2 separate regions of the Mus musculus genome follow, and region 2 is linked to region 1. The links are chromatin contacts, called in public HiChIP or PLAC-seq maps. All regions are on one chromosome and are shown on one strand. The core of a region is the stretch at or near the end of the contact, and the rest is flanking DNA. Distances in the headings are between cores, read along the strand shown. Region 1 overlaps Akap10 (A kinase (PRKA) anchor protein 10). Region 2 holds the start of Pigl (phosphatidylinositol glycan anchor biosynthesis, class L).

What was found. HiChIP or PLAC-seq counts read pairs in DNA pulled down with a chosen protein or histone mark.
Region 2: a contact with region 1 is called in an H3K4me3 HiChIP or PLAC-seq map of bone marrow-derived macrophages, with 3 times the contacts expected there. The contact joins the promoter of Pigl here to the enhancer-like site in region 1. A contact is called at or near these places in 12 of 39 promoter capture datasets (the 3T3-L1 cell line, the C10 cell line, the HPC-7 cell line and 8 more), 6 of 115 datasets of contacts at active chromatin or transcription factors (bone marrow-derived macrophages, embryonic brain, extraembryonic endoderm stem cells and 3 more) and 3 of 9 other capture datasets (adipose tissue, liver and macrophages).

The regions. Positions count from the first base shown.
Region 1 is chr11:61,914,067-61,921,442 of GRCm38.p6, reverse strand. It overlaps Akap10 (A kinase (PRKA) anchor protein 10), which reads left to right. Exons shown (of 15, transcript NM_019921.3): 3 at 5,177-5,359; 4 at 5,862-6,419. Among named protein-coding and RNA genes, the nearest start is that of Akap10, 13 kb to the left of the region's middle. Within about 2 kb of position 5,867, at least 10 of the 459 cell types and tissues checked have an H3K27ac peak or open chromatin away from gene starts, as enhancers often do. A contact at or near this core is called in bone marrow-derived macrophages, where this site is marked.
Region 2 is chr11:62,454,213-62,461,468 of GRCm38.p6, reverse strand. It overlaps Pigl (phosphatidylinositol glycan anchor biosynthesis, class L), which reads right to left and starts at 3,028. Exons shown (of 7, transcript NM_001039536.4): 1 at 2,775-3,028. The coding sequence starts at 3,009. It also overlaps a transcript of Ncor1 not described here.

The sequences.
Region 1 (7,376 bases), core at 4,618-7,117:
GGACCCTTGAGATTCAGTGGGCAAAACTACTCGTGGCAGAAGAGAGCTGATCCTGGAGGTTATCCTCTTATTTCCATAAACACTCCTGCTAGGGATGCACCTGTATTTGTTTGCATGCATGAACATGCACATCCATGCATACATAGACATATGTAAGGGTAAGTGTGAAGATGTAGTCTGGTTAACAGGACCTACTTAAATGCACACCTGCTAATGAACCAGACATAGTAAGTGGCCGCCATCTATAGAGCACTTTTTAGTTCTTGATATTTAAAAGGTTGGCTGTAACTTTTTTTTTTTTTTTCCTGGTTTTTCGAGACAGGGTTTCTCTGTGTAGCCCTGGCTGTCCTGGAACTCACTTTGTAGACCAGGCTGGCCTCGAACTCAGAAATCCGCCTGCCTCTGCCTCCCGAGTGCTGGGATTAAAGGCGTGCGTCACCACGCCCGGCCATGGCTGTAACTTTTAAACACTTCAAAAGTTAGCTGTAGTAAGACTGTGAAAAGCTTGGTTACTGGATATTGGATATAGTTCATAGACTGGTAGGAGAGAAGAAAATTTGCCAAATAACTTTACAGGCAGCTCAAAGTAGTGATGGGAATAGAGAGATGAGGACAGCGTTGAAGTCCAACAGATGCGTTAACTGAGGTTTGTTAGTAATTAGATCTCAGGCGTGAGGGGCACGGATGGAAGGTTATGACTTGCTACCTTTCTGGCTTGCCTCACAGAACCAAGCGAGGGAATTACATGTTTAGTTGTGGTATATTGTACAGGGAAGTGCTTTTGAGTTATTCATTTCCATATGCTTCACACATAGTAATTCTAGGGTCTGAGGTTTTAACCAGAGGTATGACTCTTAAGTGACCTAGGTTGGAATGACTCTTTGAAATGACTCTTTTCAAGTTCATAGATCTAGGACAGAATAGTTTACCTTTTCAGTATGTTTGCCTCTACCGTTAAAATGGAGGAAATACCAGTCTTGAAGAATTGTTCAGAAAGACCTAAACATAAGTAAAAATCCGTAGACAAAGCAGTAGATTGCCTGGTTTGTCATGGGTGTTCTAGGTAGAGATTGCTGCCTAATGTTAACATAGTGAGCTGAAGTGAGGTATTGCAAGGGGCCCAGAAAATTTGAGGTGAGAAAACTTTAGGGAATACTTCATGGAAGTGTTACAGCCGATATAAACACTAAAGAATGAAGAAGATTTGAATGAAAGAGAAAATTGGTTTGGTTTGGGTTTTTTGTTTGTTTGTTTGTTTGTTTTTGTCCTTGCCAGCCTTTAAATTCTTTTGAATACATCTATCTATCTATCTATCTATCTATCTATCTATCTATCTATCTATCTCAGAGGGTCCTTCAAATAAGTAAAGGGAAATTTCTACAGAAAGATTGAAATGATGTTGTACAGAGCCATAAAGACCAGAAAAGAAAAGAGGCCCTAGTTACGGTAGTTGCCAACCACTCAGCTGCCTCTTCCTCCCCACACCCCTAGATTCCTGATGCTCCCAGTGTGTCCGCCCCCACCCCTCACCCACACCCTCTTCTCCTGCTGTCTCCTTGGCAGGCCATTTCCACTGAGGAGAGGGAATTGTATCAGATGCTGCTATCTAGAACCTTCAAATAAAGGTGACTGAGCATTACGTATCCATGTAAGAATTCAACTGGCTGGAAGTTCCTTACTTCCAGGGATTGCTCATAATTATGATAAAAAGAAGCTAGAGACATTTAAGAAGAAACTTGCCTTTGTTACCATCGTACTATAGTTATGCATCCAGAATATGGAGAAGCAATTCAGCTAATGAACACATACCAGTTTCTAATAGAGATTGGACTAGCTAAGGATTATTTCCTGAAGGCTCATGGGTTTTAAGTGCCGTGGCTCTCTGAAGCTTAAGTGAGGATTTCCTTACAATGAGTAGAATTTCTCTTCTGTCCCTTGTCACAATTAAAAAAAACAAAAACAAAAAACCTCCCATCTTATGTAGTATATCCATTTGGGGTTCACTTTTTTTTTTTAAAGATTTATTTATTTATTATATGTAAATACACTGTAGCTGTCTTCAGACACCCCAGAAGAGGGCATCAGATCTTATTACAAGTGGTTGTGAGCCACCATGTAGTTGCTGAGATTTGAACTCAGGACCTCTGGAAGAGCAGTTAGTGCTCTTAACCGCTGAGCCATCTCTCCAGCCTCTTGGGGTCCACTTTTAATTCATACTAATTAACTCCTTCATGTAATAAACTGAAAAGAGTTATGCCAAAAGACAAAACAAAACAGAAAAACGAATGAAAAAATTCAAAAACAGAAAAGAAAGTTGACTCAGAGAAAATGGGGAGCCACTGTAGGCCTTTGAGCAGGATATTGATGCTACTTTTCAAAAGGGTAGTTTGGAAGAATTCTAAGATGGAGACCCAGAAATTCTTTTGTACTGTAGAAAAAGAGTTTAGTCTTGAAAATAAATAGGAAAGTAAACAAAAGAAAAAGATACTGAGATAGTGGGGGGGAAAAAACGAAAGAAAGTAAGACCATACTCTTGAGCTTAATAGACAGATCTGAGCAGACAGGGGAGTTAGAATTGGTTTAGAAGAGCAGATAACTTTTATGTTAGGACAAATATGGCCTCAGATGGCAAAGCCAGAGAGGGACTCCCCAGCAATAAATAAGAAGAGATGTCAGAGCAGAGCCCAGACTAAAGGATAGGTAAGCAGTCAGGCCAGGGCTCTTCCAGATGCTCCAGAGGGGTTTTCTCTAGGAGCTGTTGCCAAAGGAACAATAATGTGCTCTTAGTTATCCTGCGTTTATTGAATTTGTAGATCTAATTAGACCTGATTTTTATTAAGTTTATTTGGGGTAGGGAGAACTTACAGTTTGAAAACTTTTTGCTCTAGTAATAACTGAGGGTTTGAGAATATTTGAGAATATATGTACTTTCGAGAAGAAAGCATTAGAGAACATTCTTAGGAAGAGGAATCAGTGAGGGAGACCATTTCTGACAGTGGACAATTAAGAGATGGGTTTTAGAATGAGAAGGACAGACTCAAGGGAAATTAGGGAGTGTAGTACCATGGAGACCAACTAAAGAGACTATGAGGAAGGAACCAGTGGATATGATGCATGAGTTCTAATGGAGTAGTGAAGGGGTGCGGGGGAAAACCTTGTGTTTTCCCTGCATGCCTATGTGCGCACCATGTATGTAGAGGCCAGAAGAGGGCATGGAACTGAGGTTACAGATGGCTATGAGCCACCTGTGGATGCTGGGATGGAACCCTGGTCTTCTCCAAGAGCAGTGAGTGCTAACTGATGCATCGCTTCCTCCCACCTTCTAAGAGGAAGTACTGAACAAATGGATTCATAGCATTTTTGTTATCATGGACATCTAACTAAGATAGAATTAGAAAGGAGACAGTCACATAGATTTTTCAGTGTAACTATTATCTGTATAAAAAAAAACCAGTCAGGGGTGGTGAGATGGTTCAGTGGCTAAACATGATTGCCATGCAAGCCTAGGGACTCTGGGTTTGATCCCCTGGAACCTACGTAAAGGTGGAGGACAGAACCAGCTTTACAAAGTTGTCTTCTGCTCTCCACGTGTGCACTGTGGCAAGTATACTCATACACACGGATCATGTGCACACACCCCAGTAAATATTTGTTAAAATCTAAAACTGGCTCTGATAGTGCTTACCTTGTAATCCTTGCATTCTGGAGGCTGAAGCAGGAGGATTCGGGGTTTGAGGATAACCTGGCCTACATAATTAGACAGATAAAAAGCAAAACTATTTTTGTTTATAAACTTGCTAAAATGGTTTTACTTCCTTCAATTTAACATGAAACAAAAGCAAAGATAACTTAGTTTTAAGTTAGGGGATTAAAGGCATGGATGGAACACTATGCCCTACCTAAGAGTATTTATTTTTTTTGAACTTTAGTCATCAGTGTCTTATATTAGGTGGAGAAACTTCGTTGCTCAATTAAGGAAGAAAAGTATCGTGGTAAACGTTTTTCTACATTTTTTTTCTCACAATAACTTTATTCTAAATTTCAGTTTAAGAAGTTGAAAAGGTCCATATTTCAGAATGCTTTCTAAATTTTTATACTTCACTCTGAGGAGACAGGCTCTGCCTTGTTGCCCAGACTAACCTGGAACCTGACTTGGCTCCCTGGCTCCCTGCTGGGATTGCAGTTGTATAGCACCAAACTCAGATTGACTTTGGTTCTTTTAATCAAAATTTTCAGATCTTTCTAAATTGTATTTTGGAGTAGTATTTTAAGAGTTCTAAATAGGGCTGGAGAGATGGCTCAGCGGTTAAGAGCACTGACTGCTCTTCTGAAGGTCCTGAGTTCAAATCCCAGCAACCACATGGTGGCTCACAACCATCTGTAATGAGATCTAACGCCCTCTTCTGGGGTGTCAGAAGGCAACTACAGTGTACTTATATATAATAATAAATAAATATTTTTTAAAAAGTTCTAAATAATAGAGTATCTTCCATTGTGCTGAGGCTTGATATCTTCTAACTATTATTATTTAGAGACAGGGGCTGTGAAGCTCTGGCAGTCATGGAATGTCGCCTGCCTCTGTCTCCCACTTGCTGGGATTAAAGGCATGTGTCAAATGACCTGACTTATTTTATTTATTTAATGTGTATGGGTGTTCAGCCTGCTTGTATGTCTGTGTGTAACGTGTGTGTCTGTGCATCATGTGTGTGTGTCTATTCGCCACAGAGGCCAGAAAAGGGCACCAGACTACTGGAGCTGGAGTTGCAGGTGTGTGCAAGTTTTCATGTGCGTGCTGGGCTTGAGCCCCCCGGGGGTTTTAGAAGAGCAGCCACTAAGCTATCTCTGTAGCACTTTAACTATTTTTTGAATATTGCTTGTGTTAAAATTTTTAATTTTTAAAGTTTTCTTAAAGCCTGCCCATAAGTTTTAAGTAATCAAATAGTGTATAACTTGGGCTTGAGAGATGGCTCAGTGGTTAAGAGCACTGACTGCTCTTCCAAGGTCCTGAGTTCAAGTCCCAGCAACCACATGGTGGCTCACAACCATCTGTAATGAGATCTCATGCCCTCTTCTGGTGTGTCTGAAGACAGCTACAGTGTATTTATAATAAATAAATAAATAAAATCTTTTAAAAAATTGTGTATAACTTTAAATATTTTTTTTTCAAAATGTATAGCTTCAGTAGCCGTACATTCCCCACAAAAAAGCACTAAAAATCATGCCTTGCTGGAGGCTGCAGGACCAAGTCATGTTGCGATCAATGCCATTTCTGCCAACATGGACTCCTTTTCAAGTAGCAGGACAGCAACGCTTAAGAAACAGCCAAGCCACATGGAGGCTGCTCATTTTGGAGACCTAGGTAAGTGACTGCCACTTCTGGGTATCTCCTGATCAGTGTGAGATTCTACCATAGGATACTGAACTGTGTGATTGAGGAGACTTTGAAAAGATACATTAAATTTTAAAAAACCCCAAAACACTGCAAGTGTAATGAAATAGTAGTCATGTAAATACAAGGCTAGTCCAGTGGAATAGTGAGCAGTGTACTGGAGAGATGCATTTGACACTTAATAAGATTGCACACAAACACACACAAAGATAACTCAGTAGTACTCAAGGAGATACAAAGCAAAATAGCAAGTTAGAATATTAAAATATATTCAGCGTTTGCTAATTTGAACATCAAGTTGGGCAGAGGGAAATGGCCAGTCCTCGTTGTAAATGGTGTGAATGAGTGAAGCCTGTTGTGGACAGCAGTCAGTTTAGAAGTTCTGTCTGATTCTATGTTAGAAATGCTGGTAGACTGTGTGTAGATAGAACATTATTACCAAATGTCTGACTCATTTCCTTCTGTTGTTTAGGCAGATCCTGTCTGGACTATCAGACTCAAGAGACCAAATCCAGTCTTTCAAAGACCCTTGAACAAGTCTTGCGTGACACTGTTGTCCTTCCATATTTCCTTCAGTTTATGGAACTTCGGAGAATGGAGCACCTGGTGAAATTTTGGTTAGAGGCTGAAAGTTTTCACTCTACAACGTGGTCCCGAATAAGAGCACACAGTCTAAACACAGTGAAACAGAGTTCACTGGCTGAGCCTGTCTCTCCATCTAAAAGACATGAGACTCCAGCATCTTCTGTAACTGAGGCTCTTGACAGGAGGTTGGGGGATTCTAGCTCAGCCCCACTGCTTGTGACTCAATCAGAAGGAACTGACCTGAGTAGTAGAACTCAGAACCCTCAGAACCACTTGCTGCTTTCCCAGGAAGGCCACAGTGCCCGTTCTCTCCATCGTGAGGTGGCCAGAACAGGAAGTCATCAGATTCCCACCGACTCCCAGGACTCCTCCTCCAGACTTGCAGTAGGCAGTAGAAACAGTTGCTCTTCTCCACTGAGAGAACTGTCAGAAAAACTAATGAAAAGTAAGTGATGTCTCCCAACGCTGTCAGGACCGTAGGTGGTCCCCCTGGTTTACACATCTAGGAGGATTTGAGGGTTGAGTGAGTCAGGGTGTGAAAAGGGAGCAGGAAGGAGAGCTTGGGTGTCGTTGTTGCAGTGTGTAACCAGCTGACCAGAGCGGCAGGGCAGTCAGTGTGCTGCTTTTTTGTACGTTTGGAAGGGAAGCTGTTGACCAAGGGGAGTCTCCAGGTCTCGGTCCTCGGAACTGTCTAACTGCACCTCGTAGGTTAATTTGTTTTTCATTTTATTTTTTTAGATTGCCATTAGATATCATTTATTGAGTTCTGTACTAAGTATATATTTGGATTTCATTTGTCATGACAGCTGCATTAAACAAGTATTAATATTCTGTTTACCTTTGAGAAAACTGGTTTAGAAAGTTGCTTCTTTAGGTTGTCTAGTGAGTGAGGAGCTAGAATTAAACACAGGCATTTTGAAAACAGCACATCTTTCTTTCCTATTTTGTTAGTTCAGAAATTGTACCACACTCTAATTTTTGTAATTATTGCTCTGTTCTAGTTCTTAAAGGCTTTGCTTGCTTCAAATGCTTATAGCTTATGGAATCTCTAAAGATAGGTCTGGTTTGCTAATGAATCAATTTCAGTTTGTCATTTCATCTTGGAAAGTTCCTAAGTTTTTGTAAGATTTTATTTTACTCTGTGTGTAAATGTGTGATTGTGGGCATACGAGTGCCATTGTGCGTGCAGAAGTCAGAAGAGAGTCTTCAGGCTTCCTCTCCTTCCACAGTAGGCTCCGGGAATCAGGCTTGTGGTTCAAGCATTTTGATATTGCTGTCCCCTGAATTCTTTCTTGGAATGTCTTTTTTTCTTTCTTTCTTTCTTTTCCCTTGTAGTTTCTTGTTTCTCACTCCATAAAAGATACTATCTTTATTTTCTTAAATCTATTAAACATAGCTGTCT
Region 2 (7,256 bases), core at 1,779-4,278, 540 kb before region 1:
GAGTCACTACCTCCAGAACAATCCCCCCCCCTTTTTTTTGCTTCTCCCTTCCCCTTGAACTGAGGATGTAGTTGGGATAAACTATTTGAACAAGACTTAACTGCCTAGAAAGTTTATTATCCCTCCTCCATATATATGCTTCTTTTTTGAAGCCCAGATCAAAAGAAAACCTATTTGGAGCCTTCTTTAAGGAAAACTTTTTTTTTTAATATTTTTTTTATTACGTATTTTCCTCAATTATATTTCCAATGCTATCCCAAAAGTCCCCCATACCCTCCCCCCCACTCCCCTACCCACCCATTCCCACTTTTTGGCCCTGGTGTTCCCCTGTACTGGGGCATATAAAGTTTGCATGTCCAATGGGCCTGGAAAACTTCTGAAAAGAGAATCGGTACTCTTCTCTACTGCCTGCCCACTGCACTCTCTCCATTATACTGCTACAGTTTTCTCTATACTATGCTCTATGTTTGTTTTTGTTGTGAGCCTAGCCTTTAATGGCTGAGCCATCTCTCCAGCCTTTACTACGGTATATTAAACATTACTATATTCTTGCTTTTTACTACAACAGCGACCAATTAAAAATGGCAAGTTGGATTCAGAGGAAATAAAGACAACAGTAGGGGTACTAACTGCTAAGTGAATGTTTATATCTTTTATTAGATAAAGATTTTGGGAGGCTGGGTGTCCGGCATGTTTGAGACCTTTGACTCAAACCTAAGAACTGAAAAAGGACAAATTGATTTCTTGATCCAAATTTTTTTTTTTCTTTCCCGAGACAGGGCTTCTGGAACTCACTCTGTAGATCAGGCTGGCCTCGAACTCAGAAATCCGCCTGCCTCTGCCTCCTGAGTGCTGGGATTAAAGGCGTGTGCCACCACCACCTGGCTTGACCCAAAAATTTTAAGTTCTATTAAAAATAATCTAGAAAATATTAGAGGACATACTGAACCCAGACTATCTTGCAAACAAATACAGCTATGATGCAAATCTTGAAACATATTTGTGAATAATTCAATTCTAATAATTATAAAACATAAAACAAGGGGGCAAGAGAGATGGCTGAGGTTTAGAGTAATCTATGCTCTTCCTGGAGACCCAGAATTCAGGTTCCTGTACTGACCTCCCCTCCCCCCAAGACAGGGTTTCTCTGTGTACCCTGGGCAGTCCTGGAACCCCCTCTGTAGACCAGGCTGGCCTCGAACTCAGAGATCTGCCTGCCTCTGGAACACTGGGACTAAAGGCATTTGCCACCCCTGCCCAGCAAGTTCCCAGCATTCTTATTGTAGTTCACAACTGGCTATGACTCCTGTTCCAGGGAATCCAACACCCTCTTTTAGTCTTTGTGCACACCATGCATTCATGTGCTACACATACATGCATACAAGCAAAGCACTAATACATAAAATGTAAATTAAAAAAAGAAAAGAAAAGAAGGTACTCTTTCCTTGTTTGGAGCCTCTCCACTCTCAGGAGTTTTTTTTTTTTTTTTCTTTAATAAATCTACATTAATTCTGTTTAAAAACCAGAAATAATTCTCCCAAATTCAGCCAATTTTATAAATCAATCCTGATGATTTCTGTTTAAGATCAGTTATTAAAAAAAGAAAGCCGGGCGTGGTGGCGAACACCTTTAATCTCAGCACTCAGGAGGCAGAGGCAGGCGGATTTCTGTGTTCGAGGCCAGCCTGGTCTACAAAGCCAGTTCCAGGACAGCCAGGGCTATACACAGAGAGAAACCCTGTCTCGAAAAACCAAACCAAACCAAACCAAACCAAACCAAACCAACCAAACACCCGAAGAAGCTGGGCAGTGGTGGCGCATGCCTTTAATCCCAGCACTTGTGAGGCAGAGGCAGGGAGATTTCTGAGTTCTCGGCCAGCCTGGTCTACAGAGTGAGTTCTAGGACAGCCAGGGCTATACAGAGAAACCCTGTTTAGAAAAACAAAAAAACAAAACAACAACAACAAAAACACCCCTGGCCCCCCAAAAGAGAACAACACAACAACCACATGGGAAAAAAGGTCCTGAGCAATTTTGAAAATCAGCTTTATTGAGGTATACTTTGCTATAAAATTCACCCACTGTATGTATACACTTCACATTGTCCAGTCATCACCATATTTAGGGTATCCTGGTTTTCTCGTTTGTTTTTGTCTGTATCATTATTCAAGTCTCATTTTTGAAGAATTCTTTTAATAATAGCTGGGTACAGATGAACTCTAAAATTATCTATAAATGTATTTCTATTTGTCTGAAGTTAAACAAAAAATCTCCCAATTTGACACATGAATCTTTGTAGCAGAAAATGGGTTTCAAAGCAGCAGGAAGGTCTTTTGCTATTATTAGGAAAGAAAGTTGGTGGGCTGAGCAGACACCATACAGCTCAAATTGTCTGGTGCATGATTTTATTTGATCCTTTTGCAAATAGACGGTTCCTCAGGATAACAGGTCAGGCACAGCGGCTCACGCCTGGGATGCTAGATTACAGTGAGACTGTCTTTATAAAAAACCCAAAACATCCAGTACAGTCGCAGTTCCCAAAGGAACATGAAGGTACTGAACGGAACCAATGATGAACAACCACTTTTCTGCTCCTCGATTTGGCTAGGATGGAATTCGCTCGGGGTTCCCTAACCTATCTGGGAAGTCGGCTGTTTCTGTCCCCAGACTGACCAGCACAGAGAAAGTAGCTACCTACGACAGAAAACCTTTCCGGAAGAAGTTAACTAAGATCGGTTAGTTCCCTAACCCAGCGACCCTCCTACAGTCTCCTACCTGAGGAGAAGCAGAGCAGGGACACCTGCTGCTCCAGGCGTGCCAAGCCTAGCATGGTGGGAGCAAAGAACATGGCTTCATCGTCCGGGTGCGCGATCACTACAAGGGCCCGGCTTCCGGCTCCCGGCAGGCCCGCCTGCTCCGGAGACCTCATTCGTTCCGCTGAGTTCCAAACCCGGAGGAAGCCCCAAGTCAGGACAGCCACGGCCACACACAAGAAACCCACCAATTCCATGCCGGGTAAGTGGCACTGCGCCTGCGCAGGAAGGCAGGCTGCGGGTGGACTCGGGTTCCCTGCGGGAAAACGGAACCGGCTGAAACTGCGTTCCGTGGGTCAGAGTGCGGCGGCGGCTGGAGACCAAGATTCGTGGTCTAGCGTGGAAACTTCCACCCATACTGCCCCGTCTCCTCGGTGGCGGAATCCTCTATCTGCTCCAGTTTCAGAGCTCAGCCGCACTTTGCGGTCTTAAGTGTCTTTCTTACCGTTCAGTGTGCTTAAAAGGAAGGAAGCATTTTTAGAGTTATTTTGAGATCGCGTCTCTCTCTGCGTGTTCCCCTAAACTCACTATATGCAGACCATGCGAGTTTGCAATGATTCCCATTCCTTTGCCTCCTGAGCTGGGATTTCAGGCGTGTCAGCACGCCGGCCAAAAGGGAAGCATTCTAAAACAAACGTCAGCATTCTCCTTTCAACTCGTTTTATGACTTCAAACTTTGTATAAAACAGCCCGTTATCCGGAATAAAAGTTTTTCCGAAGCGGGTCACCGTTTGTTCTTTCTCAGATGGCGGCTTTGCAAGAGGAAAAAGTAAGCGGCTAAGAGGAAATGTCATTTCACTCGAAGGGTGAGGTCGGCAGGCCCCTTAAGTTTTCTTAAGAGGCAGAGATTAAGGAGCCACGCCGTGGAGGAGGCCTCGCCCGCCATGCCGAGGAACACTCGGTGTGAAATTAACGTGCGTCCCAGCCACGTGGGCTGAGGTTTCTCTTTGGCGGCGAGGGGACGGGGTAGCCGCTTTGGCGGCGCGCAGGGGTCGCAAGGCTAACCTCGCGCCGGGCTCCCGGTCCTTTCCCACGCCTGAGGGGAAGGCCCCGGGCGCGCGGGAGTGGCAGGCTCGCGGGGACGCTCCAGGCCGAGGACGCGATGGCTGCCACGGCGGCGGCGGGTCGGGCCGGAGGCAGCGCTGCCGGGGCGGGCATGAGTGCGAGGGACAACTTGAAAAGAACCGGCGCGGCGTCCGCGACCCAGGAAGCGAGGCCGAGGTAAGAGCCGCACTCCGTTCTCCCGGGGAGGGAGTCGTCTCCCCAACCCTCCGGAAGGAGGAGGAGCCCAAGTCTGAGCCGCCTCAGCGCGGCCGCCCGGCCTGAGGGGGAGGGAGTGGGGTTGAGGCAAGATGGCGGCTAAGGTGGCGAAGCTGCGGCGGCGGCGGCTGGAGTGAGCGCCCAGCTCGCCGCGCTGCCGAGCGAGGGCCGGGCGGAGGGCCGCGCGCCGGGGCCGCGCCCCGGTCGTCCGGCCGTGGGGCGCGCCGGCTCTCACTCCGCCAGCTCCCGGTGAGTAGGCTCGGCGCCTGCAGCCCCGGCCTCCGGGCCCTGCTCGCCCGGGAGCTTCCTCGGGCTCCCAGGGCGCCAGCTTCGGATCAGCCAGGCCAGGGGCGTCGCGGAGGACGCAGGGTTAGGGCCCGTCCAAACCGCAGGTCTTTTCCTCTCCCTCCCCCAGGGGCGAGTCGGGTGCGGTGGGGAGTTCAGGCTAGACGAGTGGAGGCTCCTGGAGTTTGGAGGAAGAATGGCCTTAGGCGGGCGGACATCAGCCCGAGGTATCTGTCCATTTGGGAAGGGGCGTGCGGTGCCACCGCGGGATCAGCGAAGGGGATGCGAGGATGGAGGGCCTCGGGTGGGGCCGGCGCAGGTGACCGTCCTAGGCCCACTCTGAGGGAGAGTTGGTGGCTGTTTGACTAGTATGGAAGGGGTTAAGGAGGGTGACAGCGATGGACAAGTGTGAAGAGCAAACTAGTTCACCTTTCTAACTGGCCCACTTGAGGTATAATGGCGAAGGGTTGGTAGTGGTGCAGCTGCGAAGAGCAGCACCCTCTGCCTTCTGCCGTTTGTTATTGGTGTTTTCTTGTGCCAAGTGGGAGATTGCACCCCCCCCTTTTTTTTTTTTTTTTTTTTTTTGGGAGACAACGACGACCGGAATTTGAGAAAGTACTTGAGAAAGCAACCTTAACGGAAAGGATACTGCGTTCTTAGAATTAGTGTGGACCAAGAATAGTCATGCAAAGAAGTGGATGGTAATAAGTGATGTTTGTGGAAAGTATTTTTGCCTAAGAAATGCCAGGTTGTATCTGCCACAGTGCCTGTTCAACATTGAAGAGTAGCGTTATGGGTAATTTTAATCTTTGAGTCTAGTATATTCACCTGCACCAGATTTGCTTGCTATCCTAATTATATCCTGTTGTATTGAAATGTACATTCCTTGTGTGCACCCTGGTGAGAGAATTGGTGGGAGCCTAAACATGGCTGTATACAAAGAGCAACAGGCCTGGGATGTAAAACTGCCCTACACACAGTCATTCATATGTTCAGGGTATCTTGATTAATACTTGATGATGATTCTCATTCACAAGGATAGTATCTGGTGGATAAATGAAGAGCTGATGTTTTAAATTAATTAATTTTGTTTGCTTGAGACCATTTACGCCTATAGCACTTGCTGGCCTGGAACTCCCTTTGTCACTGCCTATGTGGTAATGCTTGTACCTGCCATACTTTATTTAATTTTTAATAGTTTGGGGAGATGTTTTAATATTTCTCCATGTCCCCCATTTAATATATTAAAATTTAACATACATTTACTGGATGAGACAGTTCATATTTGTCTGGGCTCAAGCTCTGACTTACTTAGATATGTGTAAAAGTTACAGAAGAAATAAAGCTAAGTAACTAGATAAAAATCTTACATTCTCATTCTATTACAGCCCAGAGGTTGAATCAGCTTTAATTTCAGCAGTCCAGAGGCAGAGGCAGGTAGATCTTTGTGATTTCAAGGCCAGGCTGATCTACTGAGTGAGTTCTAGAACAGCCAGGGCTAGACAGAGAAACTTTGTTGTGTCAAAAACCAAAAGAAAAAAAAAAAAAGAAAAAAGAAAAGAAAACTCCAGTGGTTGTTTAGTTTATTTTAATATTTATAGCTTCCAGTTGCTTTGTCTTAAGTGCACCTGTTAATGAAAATCAAACCGTATGTGTGTTCTAATATCTAGAAAGTGATTACTTGCCATACCAAAACACTTCTTATCTTTTAGCAAAAGCTTACTGTATGTTGTAATACTCCTCCTGGGAAACTGTAATACTATGAATTGTAATTCTCTCTGCAATTAACTGGCATTTAGAACATGTTAAACTTTTCTGTGTTTTAGTTTTCTTATCTATAAAATTAGGAAAACTCTTTTCACAGGTTTTGTTCTTGTGAGTCTACTCTGAGTAAGTAGTTATGAAACTGGAATGGGGCTACAGCCCATTTGGTAGAGAGCTTAGGTAGTGTGCACCCAGCCCCAGATTTGATTCCCAACACCACATAAAAGCAGACACATGTCCACTCAGGAGTTGGAGGCAGGAGGATTAGAAGTTCAAGATTGTCTACAGCTATATATTGAGTTTGAGGCCAATCTGGGATATTCATGACCTTCTTTCAAAAAAATTATGAAAATGCTTTAAACAGGTTAAAAGGATTATGCTTCTGTGAGAGTAATGCTTTATCTGCAAATCTCACGGTGCAGTTAGAAGAATAAGTATTCACATTACAACTCATCAGAATATACCTGTTGCTCATGTATTTATATAGCTATGATTCTGTCCTATAAATTTTAAAAAAGATTATATTGCCTGGCATGGTAATCTTAACATTATGTATGTACAGATCTCTGTGAGTTTGAGGCAAGATTGGTCTACATAGTGAGTTTTAGGCCAGAAAAGGTTTAAGCAGTGAGATTGTGTCTCAAGAAAGAGGAAGAAAAAGGAGTATATATATATATATATATATATATTTTTTTTTTTTTTTAAAGATTTATTTTATATATGTGAGTACACTGTCACTGTCTTCAGAACACACCAGAAGAGAGCGTCGGATCCCATTACAGATGGTTGTGAGCCACCATGTGGTTGCTGGGAATTGAATTCAGGATCTCTGGAAGAGCAGTCAGTCAGTCCTCTTAACCACTGAGCCATCCGGTCCAGCTGGTAATATATAATTTTAACTGTGTCTCTTGTATTTTTTTTTTAATTAGGTATTTTCCTCATTTACATTTTCAATGCTATCCCAAAGGTCCCCCATACCCACCCCCCCCACTCCCCTACCCACCCACTCCCCCTTTTTGGCCCTGGCGTTCCCCTGTACTGGGGCATATAAAGTTTGCAAGTCCAATGGGCCTCTCTTTGCAGTGATGGCTTACTAGGCCATCTTTTGGTGTCTCTTGTATTAAAGAAAATAAAC